2 separate regions of the Anas platyrhynchos genome follow, and region 1 is linked to region 2. The links are chromatin contacts, called in public Hi-C maps. All regions are on one chromosome and are shown on one strand. The core of a region is the stretch at or near the end of the contact, and the rest is flanking DNA. Distances in the headings are between cores, read along the strand shown.

What was found. A called contact is a pair of places that touch in the nucleus more often than the background predicts.
Region 1: a Hi-C map of skeletal muscle shows a contact between it and region 2, with 3 times the contacts expected there. The contact joins the enhancer-like site here to the promoter of HLX in region 2. A contact is called at or near these places in 3 of 8 Hi-C or Micro-C datasets (all in skeletal muscle).

What each region holds. Positions count from the first base shown.
Region 1 is chr3:24,007,263-24,011,970 of IASCAAS_PekinDuck_T2T, reverse strand. The region is part of intron 1 of LOC106019059 (a long non-coding RNA gene); the gene reads left to right. Among named protein-coding and RNA genes, the nearest start is that of DUSP10, 130 kb to the left of the region's middle. Within about 2 kb of position 1,985, at least 1 of the 8 cell types and tissues checked has an H3K27ac peak or open chromatin away from gene starts, as enhancers often do.
Region 2 is chr3:23,839,219-23,843,496 of IASCAAS_PekinDuck_T2T, reverse strand. It overlaps HLX (H2.0 like homeobox), which reads right to left and starts at 1,799. Exons shown (of 3, transcript XM_027453111.3): 1 at 621-1,799. The coding sequence starts at 1,206.

The DNA of each region.
Region 1 (4,708 bases), core at 736-3,235, 170 kb before region 2:
TCAGTTGTGGGAGGAAGGAGAAAAGTTTCTGTCACTGTGGACACACCAGACCCTTGGAGGTCAAGAGAAACTGTTTCTCTTGAGCTACCAGCATTCATTGGCTTGAGTAAGGAAATTTGTGTTTGACAGGTAGCTCTAAAGGACCAGGGCTGGGAGGACTGTTTGGGGATCATACTGGGACTGGGGACAATGTGGAACATCCAGCTGGGCGTTCTCAGGCAGGGACAAGGAGAAAAGGACAGATCTACACATAGAAGATGAAAGAAAGAATATAATGAACTCAGGGTTGCAGGTGGGAGAATGAATTGTGGTAGTGGGATTTAAAGGCATAAATCTTTCTGGTGTCAACTAGCCAACTACTTTTTTAAGGGGGTTCCATTTCTCTTGGACAGATACGTTCACAACCCTTCTTTTCATATGGATCTCCATCTGTTTTGTATTGAGAGCAGACCTTGAAAGTTGTTTGTTTTTTTCTCCAGGTGAAAATAAACTTCTCCTAGATTTTACCTGTGTGTCTTTCTTCAGGGAAAAATCATATTTTTTACTTTAATTCCTCCTCTGAAACATACTAAGCTTCTCCTCCTGCTCTCTAGGCAGTTGCCCCTTGGGATAGGAAAAGGAAATTAAACAGCTAATGGTTATGCTTTAATTAGGCTTTATTGGACTTAACACAGCTTATGCTCTGCATATGTGCAGCAGAGAGTTAGATACTTAGAAAATCCTGTCTTTGCTATTATGAGTTTATGAGAAAGGAAGCCCAAGGAAGATCAATACATCCTCTGTGTAGATTACAAATGGTTCATGACGTATGTCCACAGGAGCTGTTTTTAGTGAGGGTAGTCTAGTTATTATGGATTTGACATAAACTTGGCCTGGTGCCCTGAGGGAATGCAATGTAGGCATAATTTGGTCTTCCTGTAATTGTCTATTTAACTTGGCAATCCAGAGTAATTTTTTCCTGTGAAATGAGACCGAGACGTCACTAAAGCGGCGGTCAGATTAATTAATGAGACATAATAATGCTCCTAATAAAAGCTCATGAGCTGAGTCCTCTTCCCTCCCCTTTCCTCTCCTCCCCTGCTGTCCTCCCCCTGCTGAGAATGCAGCTTCCCAGGAATCCATGAGTCACACTTCGTAAAGGAGTTTCTTCAGTAGTTGACGCAAACAATGCAGCAGAGAAAAATAATAAGTGCAGAACCATCTGTTTGATGAAGTCCTTGACATTTTATTTCATTTCCCCCTATTGCATATTAAAGGAAGTAAATAGAAAAACATTTGCTAATTATACCACTGTTTACTGATTGCTGGGCGGCTTTTATTGTATTTATCAGAAATGCTAGCCTGTCCTGCAGTCCTGGCTTCAGCATCCTCCTGCTTTCTGCTTTGTGTGAGAGGAGCATGAGAGCAACCTTGCAACCTCTGTAAGACTTCTGAGCTCTTCATCTCCAGGCAGCTCACACAGGGGTGGAAGTGTGTCCCTTCTGTGCACATGAGAGAGCTGGGAGAGGTGATGGGAAACCATGGATTTGGGGGTAACGCACTGACCTTATGGCAGAGCCAGAAGCAAGAGCTCAGGCTGGAGCCTTGGCCCTGAGGTTAGAAGCTGGAGGAGAAAGGTTGTCTCTTCCTTCTATAGGGCCAGAAGTTTATGCAGCATTTTGGCTTTTCACTTGGACTCAGTAACACCTGGCAGGAAGGTCAAATGGCAGTGTTTCAGTCTGACTTTGATAGCCTGAGTTGCAGCTGCCATTTGGCCTTTTGAACGAAATCTCCTGGACTGGCCATTCTCATTCCCTCCTTTCCAATGTCCTGGACAGTGTGCTTGTTTCCCTGCCCAGTTCCCTTTGTAGGTATAGTTTTATGGCTCAAAAGCAGTCCTTGGACAGTATGAGGGATGAACAGTAAAATACAGAGTCTTACCCCTCCCTCTGTCTGGGATTTGGATTTGGCTAATGGTCAGGGCTAGGCAGTGCTATTTGAAAACAAGTTGGTGGCCTAGGGCCAGTTATATTAGGCAGCTATTTCCTTTGCAAAATCTGAGCTATTGGCACTCATTAAAAGCCACAGCAATGAATCAAATGGCTGTGAACTGAAGTAGTTTTTCTCCCACCACACCATGTAAGGCCAGCGCTAGAGCAACTTGGCCTAGGCCATTACTAGGAAGGGAAAGATTTGCAACGCTGAGGAGGACACAGTGACCTTATCTAGGAATGAGAACACTAGGAAATACAGAAACACCAGCTTGTCTTTGGATGAGAAATCAGTGCTGATGAAAGAATCTATTTCTGGTTATTTCCTTGGGTACAAAAGACTTAATGAATTTTCCAGCCCACCATTTGGACAGATTTAAGGGATTTTATTACTTATACTTCCATGAAGATTCTATCAGTAGTTCTGGTTGTCCTGATGGGCTGGATGTTTTGAATCTCCTCTCCAACATCAGTTCCCTCAGACAGGTTTATGTTCCCAGTGCAGTAAAACTCTCAGTTGAGAACACAAATAGTGGAAGATATATTTCTCCATGTCTCCAACCCATGGTAACACATATGCAAACTTGGCTCCAAGGGGTGGATATTGCACACTGGTTTTGTTCTCTTTAAAGTTCTCATGAAAGGAGTTATTTTAAAACAAGAGCAAAATGGCTTTTTGATTGTGAAGGAGATGCCCAAAGTTCACACCGCTGCTTGAAGCACCCAGCACATGGAAAATATTCACTACAGCAGGCCCCAAATGGCAAGTCATCTACCAGACACTGGGTTAACAAATCTGGGAAAGTTCAAAACTGACATGCTGGCTGGAATCCATTTATTACATTTACTATTGACTACACACAATAATGTAGCTTGTAAGGATAACTTCATAAAGCAGTTGTTATTTTCTGACAAGCAGAAGTGTGCAGTACAGAGAAGCCTACTGTTGTTTCCCATTTTGTTTCGGTTAGAGGAATCCGAGGATTTGTAGTGATGGTCTTAGTTGGTGTATACAAGCGCATGAATGTTTCTTTCTTTGTGATATCATTCATTCTGTCTGGTGGTCTTTTGTGGCTTTCCATCTGCAAATCCTTTTTGAAATATGATTATGCATAAAAGAGAAGCAATAGTTAGCTTCTAGTTTGTTATGGTTACTTTTGAATGTTTGGGTGGGGGGGAGGATTATTTTTTTTTTAATGCTAATATTTTATTGATTTAGGTGAAATCTTCATGGGAAGGAAAACATATCTGCTTCTTGGTGTTACATATAAGGTCCAGTATCTCCACGATGTTTTCTACTTGTTTCCTGCAGTGATTTAGAACTGAAATGGAGGATATAGAGGATATATGATGTAACAACTCCATCCTATACTTATCTTTAAGAATCTTGAACCAAAAGAGGTAAATCTTGAGTATTAAAAGGACTTCCAGTTTCCATCCTATGAAACTATTGGTTAGAGCTGTGTCAGTGTATCACAGTAGGAAATGGTCAGGCAGTAAGTTGTCAAACAGCTTTTTTTCACAAATGCATTAATAATGAAGCTGTAGAAAGTTTCCACTGGGTTTGCAGAAAAAGGAATGGATTCCAGTCACTAAAATGTCACAAGTTTGTTTCATCTTATTTTGACTCAAACCACTTCTCACTTCATAAAAATGGCTGTGTAATGGGGGGGGGAGGTATGGAGTGGGTTGTAATGTGTGTGCCTCAGTAACTCCTTAGAAGTTGGCCATGCAAATTTATCCTTGCTTGCTTCCTCTTGCCAAGGGCACCTGTAATCACTAACAGATCTGGCAGAGCCCATTCGTGCAGTGTTGTCAGTCACAGACTACCACAGCAGCTACTCGTAGGATAGTGTTGATCTCCAAAAGCCTCTCCAGTTTCTCTCAGCACCCAGGGGCTGTAAGGAGCAGAGACAGGTGCTGCCACAGAGCACCACGGTCTCACCATCTCCTCCAGAGCCACTTGGCTGTCTCAGTGGGACAATAGTGTTTGCTGTTAAAATTCAGTGTAAGCACTGTGAGGAGAATCTGTGCAGTGAAATACAGGTCATTTTGTTTCCTTTCACAGCAAAAAGGAAGGCTTTCACTTTTGGTAGGCTTCTGGCTGCTGCTTCAGTGCTATCTGAAGCACAAGCACTGAAAAGAGAGGCCTGAAGGGGAACTTCACTGGGGCAACGTGGAGCCTTGGCAGAATTACAGACAGTAAGGCCTATGGTCTGTATAGCACAAAAGAAAATAATTGCATTGCTTTCCAAGCCCTCCTGTGCCTTTTAGGACTCTTTCTGTCACCTTCAGCAGGCCAGGTGCTTTTATAAGCACTCTGTAAGGTGTTTTGCTGATGACAATGACCACAGACATAGCCTGGTTAAAATTTGTAGGAAGAAGACTAGCTCCTCAGATGCATCCCGCATCACCACACCACCATCCTCAGAGGGATTTAAACTCCTTTTTGCCCTCAATCAGATCCTTTCCCAATGTTGGGTAGTGTGACAGAGCTGGTTTTGGGAGTCCTCTAACTTAGAGCCAAGGCTCAAAGACACTCAAAGAGGCCATGAACCCTGCAAGACTGCAAAAAAAACGTCATTCCCAAAGACTTACTTAAAATTTAAATCTCTCTCTTAACTTCAGATCCTACCAACATTGTCATATTAGAGATGGATTGGTGTGGAACTCGAAGCCCAAAGATAGCTCTCGAGAGCTGCCATTTAGGCCTATCAATACAGAATGTGTGCAGCCAG
Region 2 (4,278 bases), core at 550-3,049:
TGAGCTCCTTGGGGTTGTGTTTAAGGGACCCAGAAGAGCAGAGGCCTCGTTAATGGGGTCTAGAGACGCGAAGAACTGGCTGGCGGAAGGCTGCAAGCTGGGGAGATGAACCCCGCTTTGGCGGCTGGCGGTTAATAAGGAGGTGAGATCTGCGAGCACAGAACAAGCACAGCTCCGTTACACCGCGGTCGAGCCCCCCAGCCCGGCACGCCGCGGGACCCCGGCGGGGCTCGCCCTGCCTCGGCTCGGGGGGCGCGGCGGGGCCCCGGCGCTCGGACATCCTCCCCTCCGGTGGCTGCTCTGTCAGGATGTTTACGCGCTGCGAGGGGAGATTGATGGCAGCCAAAGCCTTTAAAACCGGCCCTGGCGGCCCACGAAAAGCCCGGGCCGGGCCGGGGAGGCCGGCACCGGCCGGTTCAGCTATTTTTACGCTATCGCTATTTTGCGGAGCGGCGCAGCGCGGGGCCGGGGGCTGTTTCGGGGGGTTTTGGGGGGGGCATTAAAAACTCGTCCTCACACCGCTGACGCTTCTCTCGGCCGGTTCGCACAGGGGGGCGAGCCGCGGGGCCCCGCGGCCGCTTAAAGCCCCCCCAAAAGCCGCGCCGAGCCGATTTCTCTACCTCTCAGCGTGTTGCCTTCCTTCACTTTGGGGTCGAACTCCGCCGACAAGATGCGGTCGATGCCGAATTTCAGGTCCTTGCTGGCGGGCGCCGGCGCCGAGCCGTGCGTGTGGCCCCCCGGCACCCGGCCGGGGGCCGGAGCCCCGCCGCCCCCCGCCGCCGCAGCAGCCGCCGCCGCCGCCGGGGAGCGGTGCTGCGGGGGCCGGTGGTGGTGGTGCGGGGGGTGGAAGGCGGCCGAGAGCGGCGAGAGGCGCTGCGGGAAGGCGGCGGCGGACGGGGCGTCGGGGGCCACGACGGGCGTGGGCCGCAGCGGCGAGGCGGCGGCGTGGAAGGGGCCGCCGTGGTGGACGGCGCCCAGCGCCGCCGGCAGCCCGGCCCCGGGGCCGCCGGGCAGGCTCTCGGCAGGGCCGGCCGCCGCCTCGCCGCCGGCGTGGAGGATGTCGGCGATGCAGAAGGACGGCTTCTTGGCCGCGGCGGCGTCCAGAGGGAAGCAGCCGCCGGCGCCGGGCCCCGACGCCGAGCAGTACGCCGCTGACCAGAGGCTGAAGTTGGAGGCGTAGAAGGGGGCCAGGCCGGCCGTGTACATCCTGGCGGCCGCCGAGCACGGGCTCTTCTCCCCGCCGGGGGACGCCGCTCAGCTGCCGGGAGCGCGGCGCGGAGCTGCCCGCCGCCCCGGGAGCATGGGGAGGGATGGCGGGGCGGGAGGCGGCGGCGGCGGCCGGAGCACTTGCCGAAGGGGCAGGAAAAAAAAATCTAAAAAAATTAAGAAGTCAAAAAAAAAGCTGAAAAAAAAAAAAAAAAAAGGAAGAAGTCCCCAAAACCAACGGCGAGAGGGAGAGCGAGCGGGCGAGCGCGGGAGAGGAGCTGCGCAAACAAAACAAAACAAACCCCCTTCCTCGCACTGGGGAAAAAATCCACCCCTCCCCAAACTTTCTCTGGCAGCCGCTCCCGGCCGCGCCGCAGCCCTCGCTCCCACCGCCCCCCGGCACAACGCGCCCAATCCGCGCTCCGCGGGGCCGGGACGCGCCGCCCGCAGACACGCCCCGGGCCGGGCCGGGCCGGGCCGAGCCGTGCCGAGCCCTGCTGGGCCGTGCCGAGCCGGGCCGAGCCGTGCCGAGTCCCGCAAGTGCCGCGCTCCGTGTGCCCCCGGCCCGGCCCGGCCCGGCCCGCAAGGTGTGCGCCCGTCGGGGAGCGCCCCGAGGGGGAGCCCCCCCGCTGCTCCGCGCAGCGCCTGCCCCCCGCGCCGTGGTTCCCAGCGCGGAGAAACGGAGCCGCAGCCGGAGGCTGGAAATGCTTCCCGGTGCACCACGTTTCCTCCCGGCATAAATGAGCCTCGGCCGGGCGGCAGCGAAATGGGTGTGCAGTGATCACGCTCGCAACGGAAGGATTTGGGGGAGCTCCGCGCTGCTCGGGGCCCAGGGCGCGTTGGGTCCTGCGTTAGCAGTGCCTAATAAATTGGGTCGTGTCGGCAAGCACCTTTATTGATTTTTTTCTATGCTCTCCACCCGATCTGTTCGCACACCCCTTCCACCGTAAAGACCAGTTCGTAATTTTGTGCAACTTTGACAACCGAATTACCCCCATTTTTTATATTTTTTTTTATTTTTTTTAAGAATACAACCATAACTATATTCGCTAGAATGTTTTAGGGACAAACATATCAATGCTTATTTCGTGCTTTTCCTTCCCTCCAACATCCATATCTGTCCCTACCTGACTCCGGGAAAGGGAGAAAACAAAACAAAACAAAACAAAACACAACAACAGCATTTTTTTAAGTCGTAGTTTCCCCAGCCGGGGCCGTGTAAGCCCATAGCTGCCGTTGTGAACAAGCTCCCGGGTCAGACGATTGCAGGTTTGTTTTGGTTTTGTTTCAAAAAATACTTTTATTTTTTTTTTACATAGCTTCTAAAATTCGGAGCCTTTTCCAGGGAACCGCCAGAAAGCCAAACTATTTTCCTTTCGCCAGGTATGAAGATGTAGATTTTGGGGGGATATTGAAACCACCTGTAATCGAGCGTGAGCACATTTCTAAGGCAAATGCCAGCGTGTCCGTGGGCACGTGTAAAGGCGAAGCCCGTCCCTCAGGAAAGCCCAGGCACGGCTTTGGTTTGGTTTGGTTTTTGTTAGCGATATTAAACCGAAAAATAACGAGGCAACGGCTTGCCAAGACGTGTCCGAAAACAAGGTGAAAGAAAGGGTAGGTTAGCTTTGAACTTTTCCTGCCTCGACAGGGGAAGCCACTTTTCCTTGCGTCTCCCCTTACTCCCCTTGTGCAGATGACCCCAGAGCGGCTCTGCTGGTTTCAAACCGGATCAAACGACTCCGCTTTCACTTGCGTTTCCACGGCGAGGCGAAGCCGTGCCACCGGCCCGCTGCACGGAAGGGCAACGAACTGCGCCGTTCCCACCGCGCCCCAGCTGCGCCTCGCCAAATTCCCATTCCCGGTGCCACCGCTGCTGCTGTCGCTGTCACACCACCCCGGGGATGCTCTCCAGGGCGGGAAAAAAAAAAGTGTTCAGGTGGTATTTTTATATATTTTCCCCCCGTTTTTTTTTCCCAAGAGTTTATTTCAGAGCCCCCCGCGGGCAGGTGCGCGCCGCCTCGGGACCCGCGCATCTTCCGCGGCCCCGTCTTGCTCCCCCCGCGGCCTCCCCGGGCAGGGCCGAGCCTTCTCCCCGGAGGCCCTGCCGGCCTCCCCGCTCCCTTCCCCGGGCCCGGGGCTCGCAGGGCTCCGCGGCAATGACAACGGCGGCGCCTCCTCCCCGAGCAAGGAACGAGAAGGCTGCAGGAAACCCGGGGCTCGCTGCAGCCCAGGTCATCTCCTGTTTTTTTTGAGAGGTTCCAACCCGGACTAAATGAGCGGATGTGCCTGCGAGATTTGTCCTAAAATAGAAGCGGCTTCAGTATTTTAGGATACAGCAGAAATCCTTATTTCTTCCGGAGAAAAACTTCATAATGAGCGCGAGCACTTCCCTTTTCAATATTTGTGCAACTTTATCTCGACCAGCAAGTTGCTTTGGTGACGCAAATCCGCCCTTGTGTATTGCAACTACAAAAATAAATGCAAGGAAATCAATTCCCTTCTAGCAATGAAAACATAAATATACAGCTGCGACTTTCCCCTTTAATCTTGCTTTCCGAGGGACTCGAGAAGGAGGCGAATGAACTGTGCAGGCTGGAGAGATGCTTTTTTTTTTTTTTTGAATAGAGTCTCGAAGGACTTTTTTTTTTTTTTTCCTCCCTACGAGGACGACAAAGGAGAGGTGGAAAAGAGTTATTCGAGTTTCTTGCGGAGATAGACGGGCTAACCCCGAGGCGCTGCTGCAGCCCGCCGGTCCCGGGCCAGGAGCATCTCGGAGATAGGGGGCGGCTGCGGGGGGGCCTGGCAAGGCTGCCCACGGGCTGCTCCTGCCCCTCGGAGCTCCTCGGCCCATCCCTGGCTCTCCCTGGCTCTCCCCATACAGCTTTTATGTTCATAGAGGTCGTTCTGTTTCTACCTCTACCTATACATTTTATATTAAAACATATTTATGCGCATCTCTAATATATAAAACACCACTCTCCTTATATACAGGAGCTTTTTTTAATCGCCTCCATCTCGTTGCAGCGCTGTTCCCGCTGCGGCCGCCCCGATGCTGCGGGGACCCCGCGCTGC